Regions from separate parts of the Anser cygnoides genome. Here region 2 is linked to region 1. The links are chromatin contacts, called in public Hi-C maps. All regions are on one chromosome and are shown on one strand. The core of a region is the stretch at or near the end of the contact, and the rest is flanking DNA. Distances in the headings are between cores, read along the strand shown. Region 1 overlaps LOC106034424 (a long non-coding RNA gene). Region 2 overlaps HTR4 (5-hydroxytryptamine receptor 4).

Region 1 (5,304 bases), core at 1,709-4,208:
TTTCTCTGCATGCAGATTAATCCATAATTTCTGCAGAAACATTTGGAGCATCTAAAGAAAAGCAGAACATATTCTGCTTTTATCCAAAACATTTTATATCTGTTTAACGCGAATACTCAAAACCACTCTGAGAGTGGGAGGGGGAAATTCGTTCATTGGCTGTAACGGTGGATGGAAAACGTATGTGCTTCAGGGAAAAGGAAATATTTCTAATATGAACTAAGGCATCTGAGGACAAGGGCAGGGGAGAGCAGGGGTCTGTTTGTTGTTGCAAATTTCCTAGAAGACAGCATCTGTAAATATGTTATGTCTACTCATAACTAATAACACAGAAAGTGCAAAGTTGAAAAGAGTGGGAAAAACTCTTCGGCATTCAGATACAGAGTTCATCAGATATTTGGTAAATACAAGCTATTGTGAATCTCCTGCCAACAATATACTTTCTAAAAAGTAGTACATGGAATTGCTTGCAGTGAATCCAGGCTCCCTAAAAGCTGGGAAAGGCCTTTCTTGCAGAACACAAATAAGGCGTTTCAAAGAGAAGACTACCCAGAAGAAAATACATCTTTTTCAAACAACGGCGGTTCATTTCGTAACAGTGAGATCCATCTGCCCAGAACAAATACAGGAGTGTCACCGCTAGAAAATCGCTGCTCTGTATATCTCTGGTTCAGCCTCACCATCCCCACCACCCTGCCCCAGCCTGAAGCAGGACCAGCCTCACCATTAGATCTGGCTTCACAGTCAGGACGTGTTGCCCAGGGCTATGCCTCTTCAAGGTGTGAATGTCTTGGAGGATGGAGATTCCCCTTCCTCCCAGGGCAAACAGTTCTAATTTAAATGCCAGTTATATGGAGCTGCACGTGTGCGCACAGCTCAATAACAGAGAAAATACAATGCTTTTCAAAGAGTGGAGCAGTGCCGTAGTGGAATTATAGACAGGGAGAAGCTCAAGTGCTGGGACACCTTGGCAGCATCTGTAAGAAGCTGAATTGACAGCTGTGCCTTACCTTGGTAATGAACATCTCTAGCTTTATTCAGCCTTTCCGAAGATTGCTGTGTGTTCCAGATGTATCTGTGCTAGGAGACCTGGGAAAAGGAGACGTCTATCAGATGAGAAAACTTAACTCTTAATGACAGGTTTGGTGGGCAGTAACCTTCTGTTAATTAATGTAATATTAATATGCAAATTAGAAAACTGCTTAACAGAAGAAAATCCAAGCAAAGCTTATTCTGCTTGTGCATACAAATCATTTCATATTATGCAGTCTACTTAGTCCTTGAATGCTAATGTTAAACAAAGGGACAGATCCCTGCAATATCTCTATACTGGCAGGTGCTTCCAGCTCCTGGTACAACAGATGAGTTGTTATTTTATGCTCCCCTGTGCTGAAAACCAGCAAGGTTAATCTGAAGAGCAAATGGGAAGATTTATGAAGACAAGACAAATAAAAAACCTCCCTCAGAAGATCAGGAAAAGAAATACTTACAATGAGAGGCAAGATTATCTAAACTCAAGTTATATTTTTTACTTGGTTAGACAACAGGGATGTGGAGTAAATGGTGTGGAAATTAAGTACATTTATTTTAGAAAATTAATTAGAAAATCACTTTCAAATGGGGTTATAGGTATGTGGAAGGATTATCTGATTGAGATAACTGAGACAAAAGTACTGGAATCATTCCTGAATCCCATTAGGTTTAAATAAATTAAGACTGTGAACAAACATGCCAGGAAGAATGTAAAGACTCTGGCTCCTGTCCCTGTTATTTTCTTGGGGGCTGTCCTCTAGGGCAATATTTGTGTATCTCTTCTGTTAACTGAACTTTTTCAAAGTCAAGTTTTCTGGTGACCCTGTGTCCAAATATTTACTAGAAAAGAAATAATAAGCTTATATGCAACTGATAAAAGTGATGAAGCTGCCACATTTCATTTCAGAGGGCTACAGAAAATACTTAACCTTGAGAGATATGGTGGGAGGATGTAGGAGGGTGAGATTTTTCTGCTTTAGAATGAAAAACATTATGATGCCTCCCTCTTCCACTGCCAATTACCTTTATTCCTCCATTTAAGGGTTACCTCTCCCTGGTTGAGAAACATCTCCAGTGGTAATTCTGTTAATATGTAAACCTCCTTTGGGCACATATTGCTTCAGAAATGTTAAAAATAGGAAAGACTGTTCAGATCCTACACTCAAACCCCAGCCCAGTCAAGGTCATTATATCTCATCCAGTAATTCCTGAACAGAGCTCAACAGACTGCAGCTGAATTTAAGACTGTACCATAGACAGACATCACTCTGTAATTAATAGCCCTCTAAGACGAAGAAAACACCAGATCTCCCAGAAGCTGTTTCGGGGTCTCATTACTCTCATCGATAACATTATTTGCATTTCTTCACTTCTTGATCTTTTATTTATTATGCAAGTGAGGAAGGGAAAAACATTTTCTTTGAGCCAAAAGTTACACAACTCGTTCTGGAATCGTTGGCCAAGTTGTATCTCAGTTTTCTGTCACACTGTAGAGCATGAATCATGGACTGTAAACCTTCAGTTAGTTTTTTCTTTCAAGATAACACTTACTATCTGACAGAGCAATCCAAGAAGCGGTGAGGAAGAATGCTTAGTTCTGAAAATATTTTTTAATAATATGTGAGCTGATAAAACTCTCATGTTATTATAGAGAAAGGTGCAAGAAATTTGACAATGAACAACCACCTTCTTCCCAAGACAATTTATATCACGAAGCATGAGGGTTACTGCTTTTCAAAATTGTATTAATTTGTTTTTAGTATGATGCTATCATTATTCATATCGAGTATATTAATAAGACAAACCTTTGGGTGTAGTATCTGATGGTATTGAAGTCCTGAGACAGCTGTATGGGCTGTGGGGAATAAAACAACCCATCAACTCCAACCCTTTTCCATTAGATAACCAGAATAGTATGTGCACAATAGGCTTCCTTTGTCAAGAGCCATGACACGATGATCTTGTTTTTAATTTAGTGCTGACCCAGATGTGAGCACACAATAAAGGATGATATGGAAAACTCCTTATGCTCCCTTTCATGAGCTCAGCTTTGTATTTAACTGAATGATGTCATCCCAGGGGTAATGAAGATACAAACATCATCAGCTATCTTGAAATTCCTAGCATGCAGTTGTTTATTGGATAGTTTATTTTGTTTTTACCAGCTTAAAAAAATAGCAGCATCCCTCAACAGGCTGTCCTAACTGTGATTCAGTGAGCTTCAGTTTAAATTCAGAAGAATTAACATTCCCTGGTTTCCAGGTTTATCCTGAAAACAACTTTTGAATGAGCAACATATGCAGTTATCTATAAAAATACGTCAGAAGGATGCTTGGGATATGTATCCTTCAGCAGTGACAAACACCCATTTCTCTTACCCCATGCCTGGCATACTTTCTGTGTGACATTCAAAAAAAACCAAACAAACAAAAAAAAAAAAACAATGTCAACCAGTGACCCACAAAAGAGCTCCTGGGGGACTGGAGGAGGTAGAAGAAATGGAGCTGCTCTCTGAAATATTTGCTATTAGAAATGGCCATAATGAGGTGACAGAGGCTTCCTTGGGATCTGTGCAAATTGATAAAAACCACAATAAATATTTCATAATGCTCAATTTACAAGGCATTTTCATGGAAAGTGGTCAAACTTAAGTATCCTGCCCTGCAACTTTGCCAACAGTTCAGGGTACAACCAGATTAAGGTGACAGTGTACGCGTAATTCTGCTTGCGTTCACACAGCAACTTTTGTGCCTTCAGAATGTGCCCTCTCTCTCATCAGTTGTTTTAGGGCAGTGCTCTGGAACATTCTCGCAGTCTGCCTTTGCCAGGAAGCATAGGCTTTATGAAAGTTGATTTATTCTTTACTTTTTCTCTCCTGTTGATCATTTTCCTGTGTTTGTTCTGTGCTCCCGATAGGAGAATTGCTGGTTTGTAACTTAGGCACAGTGGCACAGTGTGGACTCTGCGTGTTGGCAATCACACTAAGCTGGCCAGCACATTCAAAGAGGGTGTTTTGGTCAATATTGTTGTATACGGGTGGTTGGGAAATTAAAGAAGTGAAAATGGGTAGAATTAGACAGGGATTTAATTTGTGCCAGCACCCAATAGTCAAATACAGAACATTTCTATTAGATCAAGGCCCTGAGTTCAGGTGAGGCTACTATTGCACAAAACAAACTTACTCTTGCCTAGTGACCCCACTGGATCTAAGAGAAACAGGTTTGTGACTCCAGGCAGGATAGAGGAAAGGAGAAAGCTTCAAAAACAGAGGAACCATGAATCCATCCTACTGCCCCTTCACACTGCCAGTGAACAGAAGGTGTACCTCAGTGCATCACGCGTCCCATTCAAGGTCATGGGATTTTCTATACTACAGCCAACTAGGAAACTGCACTCTGAAGTGGGTTAGAAACATGTAAAAGACGTGCTGGAGGTCACCACTTTGATTATGCGGGAAAGTTCACTGGCAGTGCTTTGAGCACGGAATTGGGAAAACCGTATTTATCAGGGCCTTTGGAAACAGCCAGTAAATAAGAGGCTCTCCACCTGAACACAGGCACGTTTAGCACAAGCAGTTCCTAAATATCAAATTATACACCGTATTTCTGACTCTCCATAACATTTAGCTGCACAGTGACAACTGAGGCATAAATACAGTCAGAGTCTTCACGATACCAGTTTTCTGTTGTCGCTTTTTAATTCAAAGCCCACGTACACTTTTTAACTTGTCATAAATCCAATAAAAATTGGTACTTCTGATTTTCCTTAGAAAATATACCATAGGCTCCAATTTGCAAGTTTTACAAATTGCTGTAACTACAGCAAAAGACACGTTCAACAAAGCAGTTTTAGGGCTTCATAAAGACCAAGCTGACTTCAACAACCCCTTCCCAGCCACCATTAGAGAACTGAGCTCCAAACATTCAGAAAGCTCGCCATGACAAAGAAAAATGCCAGATGCTTTCTTAAGAGCAGCACTCAAGTATTTACTGTTCACGACACCAGATATTTATGATTTTTGAAAGATATGGTGGAAAATAATAGTTGCTGGCCTGAGCAAGTTTCCATGACAACTGCTTGCATCACTGCAATGCTTTCTGTTTTATATTTTGGTCACTCACTCAACTTTAAATAGAGGGCTGTTCCATAAATCACCGAATTATGCTTGAAGCACGTTGGTAAAGCATTGGACAAATCAGCTTGCCAGGCAGCCTACTTTTTCTAGAGATACAAAACTGACTGAAGAGGTGCTGAAAGAAACTGATTAACGAG
Region 2 (5,221 bases), core at 2,169-4,668, 210 kb before region 1:
TCTGTTTTGTTGTTTTTTCTGTCATTTTGAAATGTTCCATTTTGATTTGAAATGTATTCTGTTATCATTTATATGGAAATGGAAAATCACTTTAAAACAAGATTCATAACTTTGCTTTTTGTTTTGAAAAGGCTGGAATGAGGCATCCTGATAATATGGCATTCTCAGGGAGAGGAACAGAGAAGTTTGATATGGGACATGGCTCTTCTAAAACCAGTTCAGCCTCAGCAAAATGGCTTTTTCTACTGAAACTCTCCCAGCCTGCCTTCAGGGCTGACTGTGCTCCGGGGGCAGAGAGCTAGAGCATCCTGGCAGAATGAACCAGCACTGCAGTGTTTTGATTGCCTCCAGAGCCAGAGCAACAGAAACGTAGTTTTACGCCCTAGTCCCTTAAACAATTCTTCGTGAAGTTTTGACAGCATACATTTCCTGAAATATTGACGAAAGGAGAGCCATGGCCTCAGAAAACCTTGTAGTCAAAAAAGGAGGATGTAGTGTGCTTCTGAACGATAATTTCATAAAATACAGGACCCTGCTTATATATATTCCCTTCATGTGCCCAGTAAATTAACAGTATTGCCAAGTCTTTAAAATCAAATTGTCATTTACGCAATCCATGCTCAAACTATACAGATGTTTTCTCTGAGATAGCGTTGTCCTTACAGCCCTTTATCATAGGATCATAGAATCATAGAATATCCTGAGTTGGAAGGGACCCACAAGGATCATCGAATCCAACTCCTGGCTCCACACAGGACCATCCAAAAATCAGACCATATGTCTGAGAGCGTTGTCCAAACACTTGAACTCCAGCAGGCTCGATGCCATGACCACTGCCCTGGGGAGCCTGTCCCAATGCCCGACCACCTTCTGGGTGCAGAACCTTTCCCTAACACCCAGCCTGACCCTCCCCTGTTATGATATACTGTGAATAGAAAATAAAGTTTTTTATGTTTCTGCAAGACAAATGGACTCCCTGAATGCTATTATAGCCTTTGCATTAACCTTGCTCTGGAAATCGGAGTTAGTGGTGCCACCCTGACATGTTAAGCCAAAGGTAAAAAGGGTTTGTGGCAGACGTCCCCGTCAGGGGCTCCTCTCCATGCCTTCTCCTGGCCATGGCACGTCAGCTGTCTTTGGGCCAAGCCGCCATCACACCCGCAGGTTATATCAGCTCTGGGTCAATTTAATGCAGGCTAGAGACAGAGCCGGGTTGATAAACCTGCTTGTTGGTCTTCTGCTTCTCTTTTCATCCTTGTTTATATGCCCCGCTTGGTTTTGTCACACTTATTGACGAGGCATTCAGTGAGACTGCAGGAAAGTAATCTGCAATCCTGCTGGGCTTTTCTGAGGCTTAAATGCACCGAGAAGAAAGCCGTCTGTGCCTGTTGTAGGAACACATTTGATCCAAACCCTTCAAAAAAAAGTATTTTCAACTTGTATCCCAACCTTTTTCCCCTAACCCCCCTCAGAGACTGCAGGTAGGATGCCACTGCCAAGGAGAAGGAACGGCTCTTTTTTGTCTTTTTTCGTACTTTAACGATGCATTAGTGCAATGACGATAATCTGTGGTGGCAGTTATGGTTGCAGGCTCACAACAGCTTTGGAAAGATGTCTCAGCAGCACAAATGAGGGCCCATACGATTTTCCAAAGCTCAGATCTTTCAATTTTTAAGACTGCTTTCAAGGAGCAATTGGAAATATCCAGCCAAGAGCTGTCTTCCAGCTGGAAAGGGCAAAAATAATTATCAGCACTTCACTGCGAGCAGCACGCTGGGCTTAATTGGAAAGTGCCTGTCTGGTAATTTGCTCAGTAGGTGCAGCATGTGCATCGTGCCCTGTGAGCGCCACAGGACCACGCTCGTGCGTTCCCTAACCACGCTAATCCATGAAGGCAGCATGGTACGTTTCCACTGCTGCATCCTGACTTTAATCAAAACTGAAGGGAAGAAAATGTGCCAATTCTTGGGCGGAATCAGGAGAGAGAAAGGCCTCTTACAAACAGCTCCTCCTTGTTCTTCCCTCCAGACAGCCACCACAGGAACATCCAGGGTGATTTTCTTTAAGATGTCAGGGATTTCTCAACCCGAATTGCACCTCGGCTCTCATTTATCCCAACTTCTGCCCCAGGGGTTGCGCTGTGCCTTAGCAGGACACCTGAGCACATAGAAGAGCGGGGCCCGGGACTGATCCTGCTGCTGAGCCGCTTCCTGGGATCGCAGCTGCCACACCGTGGTGCAGATGGCAGCGCCATTTTCAGAGCTATAAACAGTATCATTGTCATAGCTCTTTGAATGGTACTGCCATATGTACTGGAAAACCAGCATTTATGCTTGTGAGGGCTTGGGGCCAGCTGGATTTTCTCCCCATTTGGATGAAGTCGGTTCCTGAAGTATGAATGAAAGCCGTGTGCTGCTTTAGAGTAATTCCCTCCTCAGCGCCTGTTTTTGAGTCTCCAAGGATCATCATGTTCCCACCTGGCTCCCAACCAGCAAAACCCAAGTGTCCTGCACATGGAGAGATCGCTGTTGCATCTAAACCTCCCTGCTCGGTTTGAGGAGCAGCAGAAAGTTCATGGAAATTTTGATAGCAAATCAGTCAGGCTTTGCATGTTTTTCTTTAGGAAGTGTTGTGCTTTTCCCTTAAAACGTGTTTGCCTGTGTGTGTGGTATGTCTGTACGAGTGGAGAGAAAGCGCTCATCTTAATCAGCCATCAGGAGCCGTACGCCCGCCCTGGTGGCCAGTGCAGTTCCCACTGGGCTCTTTTCCATTTGTATGGCTGCAGCAATAACAGCCAGTGCAGCAAAGGGACAGAGGCACAACAATAAGGAGGCACAAACGAAAACCCCACAGTGCTCATTTTTTGCTGACTCGGCAAGGAAGAGGGAGAAGCAATCGGCTTTGGGCTTTGCTAAGAGAAGGCACCAGCATGGCCTTGCCAAGCAGGAGGTGGGAAGGAAATGTCCTGTTTGCAGTGAGCCCATCCCAAAGCCCGGGGTCTGGCACTGTGGAGGCTGTGTGCTCACACGAGGGCTCACTGTGTACCAGGTTTCCTGGCAGTCGGTCCGTGCTGGGAGGTGATTAGGACATAACCCCATGGGGACGGGGGTGCAGGTGGAAGCAGCTCGCAGGAAATGTTTATGGAACAAGAGCAAATCTGTAAACCCATCTGGGCGCTGGCCAAACCTTTTGGCTGATGAAAGCCAGATTATCTCTGTTTAATATTAACCTGAATTCTACTTCAGAAGAACCTACAGAGATCTTAGAGCCACAGAACCAGGCAGTGTGTTTCTGATTCTGTGTGTATACCAGCAATAGGTTATGATGAGATGACTGATGAGTCCAGGCATTTGTGATAAACACACAGTTTACTTGGCCACCCGTTTAGAGACATATTCTAAGACCTAATTAATTCTTTCAGTTGCTGGATTAAACTATTGGGCAAAACATCCCATCAAACAGAGAACATTATATGGTATGCTACTCTAATTAAATAAAGAGATTACTGTGCTTGAGAGATGCCCGCAACACTTAATGAGGATTAATTAAGCAACATGATTTACAGCTGGAGAAGATGAAACTGAGCAGTTCAAAACTGGCTAGGCAAAGCAGCTGTGACACGCTCAGGTCATGAAGGCACATACCGGGAACACGCTGTTCAGTAGCACTGCTACAGCAGCCTCACCAACCAAGTTTGTTTAATGAGGAGCTTATGTTTAGCCCCAGAACACACCCATTTTTTGGCCAAACACATACATATCTATAAACCAGCTAGAAGTTAAGACTTTGGCAGCTGGAGACTTGAAGCACAGATAAAGTGCTGCCAAAACACATACAAAATTTCCTTTACAAGCCCTCCCTGAGACAGCAGCTAGATTAGCCTGTTCTTAATTTCTCTGATCTTTTCCTCTGATAGCAGCACAGTTTATCCGTGTGACAGAATTATTACACCCCAGGCATGCCAGCTGTATGAAAGGGCTGGAAGAAATTAATGTTTCTTGGCCTATTCAGAATGAAGAGAGTTCAAGTGATTGGTGTCATCAGTTCTCACTTCAGGAGAGAAATCCCATGGAATCACTCCCATAAAAAGAAAGCAAGATGCTTAGCTGTTCTCAGCCAAACTAAATAAATCAAAAGGAAGCTTGAGATTTTTTTATTTTTATTTTTTCCCAGGAGCTGGGGAATCCCTATCCAGAAATCCCCATTTGATCTGTGGCACACCTTTTGCAGCACCTTTAGCAGCACATGTGCTCAGGGCATGCCCATGTCCCAGGCAGAAATCTGCAGCTATTTCTTGGGTGTCCCCATATTTTTTTTTTTCTCAGCTTGTAGTATTGCAATCCTAATGCCTATATAATACATTATCTGACTAGATAGTCTCTGTAAATATTTTATTTCTCAGCCCTGACAGTCTCATTTTTTAAGAACAGCTTTTTCCCTAAGCCATGCGTCCTCCTGAATCATCTGGCTGCTGTCTCCGTATCAGTATTCTGGTTTTGTGTCTCCATGGCTTGTTCGCAGCCACACAGTCTGAAATTCCCACAGGAGTTAAGCAGCAATATATTACCAAGTGTCGTAGCTTTCAGACTGTTGTTAGTCACTGTGAGATCTCGCTTAGTGGTTTTCAATCACTCCCAAGTTGGAAAGCTCAGTGAGAAAAACACTTTGCTACAACACAGGCAGCTGGAATTGCTTCAGTGCTGGTAACTGAATTGCTCTCTGGGTGTACATGAGGCGACTGGAGGCCATTTGGAGCCACCAGAAATTCCGAGTTTCCCTGATGTGATTGGTATGATTGTGCACAAAGCTGGGAGCTTTGTGATGATCCAGCTGCTTCGAACGCCTGCCCCGACAAGGCGGGTAGCTCCCGGCTGTTCCGAGGGGAAGTCGCGCCTGGCTGCTTTGGAGAGGTGCTGAGGGAGCTGGGGAAAGTGGACAGATGAGGGACGGAAGCGGGTTCAAGAAGAGAAGTATGAAAATGTCAGCTGTGGGGCTGTTTCTGAGCTACTGACAAGGACAAATCCAGACACTGTTACTTTTTGAGAATGGACAAGGAGCCAGGTTATAGGTAATGTCCTTCAGCAGAAAATACGGAAGAAAATGTTGTTGAGCATATATCTGACTGTTACTTGGGTGAGAAGGTCACATTACTGCCCCTCTCTTGAGTCAGTGTCTTCCGCATCCCAAATTCTTCACATTATTGTGTCTTTACACATCGATA

Evidence for each region. Hi-C and Micro-C count contacts between places; a contact is called where the count stands out from the background.
Region 2: a contact with region 1 is called in a Hi-C map of liver, with 8 times the contacts expected there. The contact joins two enhancer-like sites. A contact is called at or near these places in 2 of 7 Hi-C or Micro-C datasets (both in liver).

What each region holds. Positions count from the first base shown.
Region 1 is chr14:19,597,640-19,602,943 of Taihu_goose_T2T_genome, reverse strand. LOC106034424 (a long non-coding RNA gene) reads right to left here. Exons shown (of 3, transcript XR_001206056.3): 2 at 1,011-1,089. Among named protein-coding and RNA genes, the nearest start is that of ADRA1B, 44 kb to the right of the region's middle. Within about 2 kb of position 2,958, at least 2 of the 3 cell types and tissues checked have open chromatin away from gene starts, as enhancers often do. A contact at or near this core is called in liver, where this site is marked.
Region 2 is chr14:19,805,393-19,810,613 of Taihu_goose_T2T_genome, reverse strand. All of the region lies in intron 6 of HTR4 (5-hydroxytryptamine receptor 4), which reads left to right. Among named protein-coding and RNA genes, the nearest start is that of FBXO38, 58 kb to the right of the region's middle. Within about 2 kb of position 3,418, at least 1 of the 3 cell types and tissues checked has open chromatin away from gene starts, as enhancers often do. A contact at or near this core is called in liver, where this site is marked.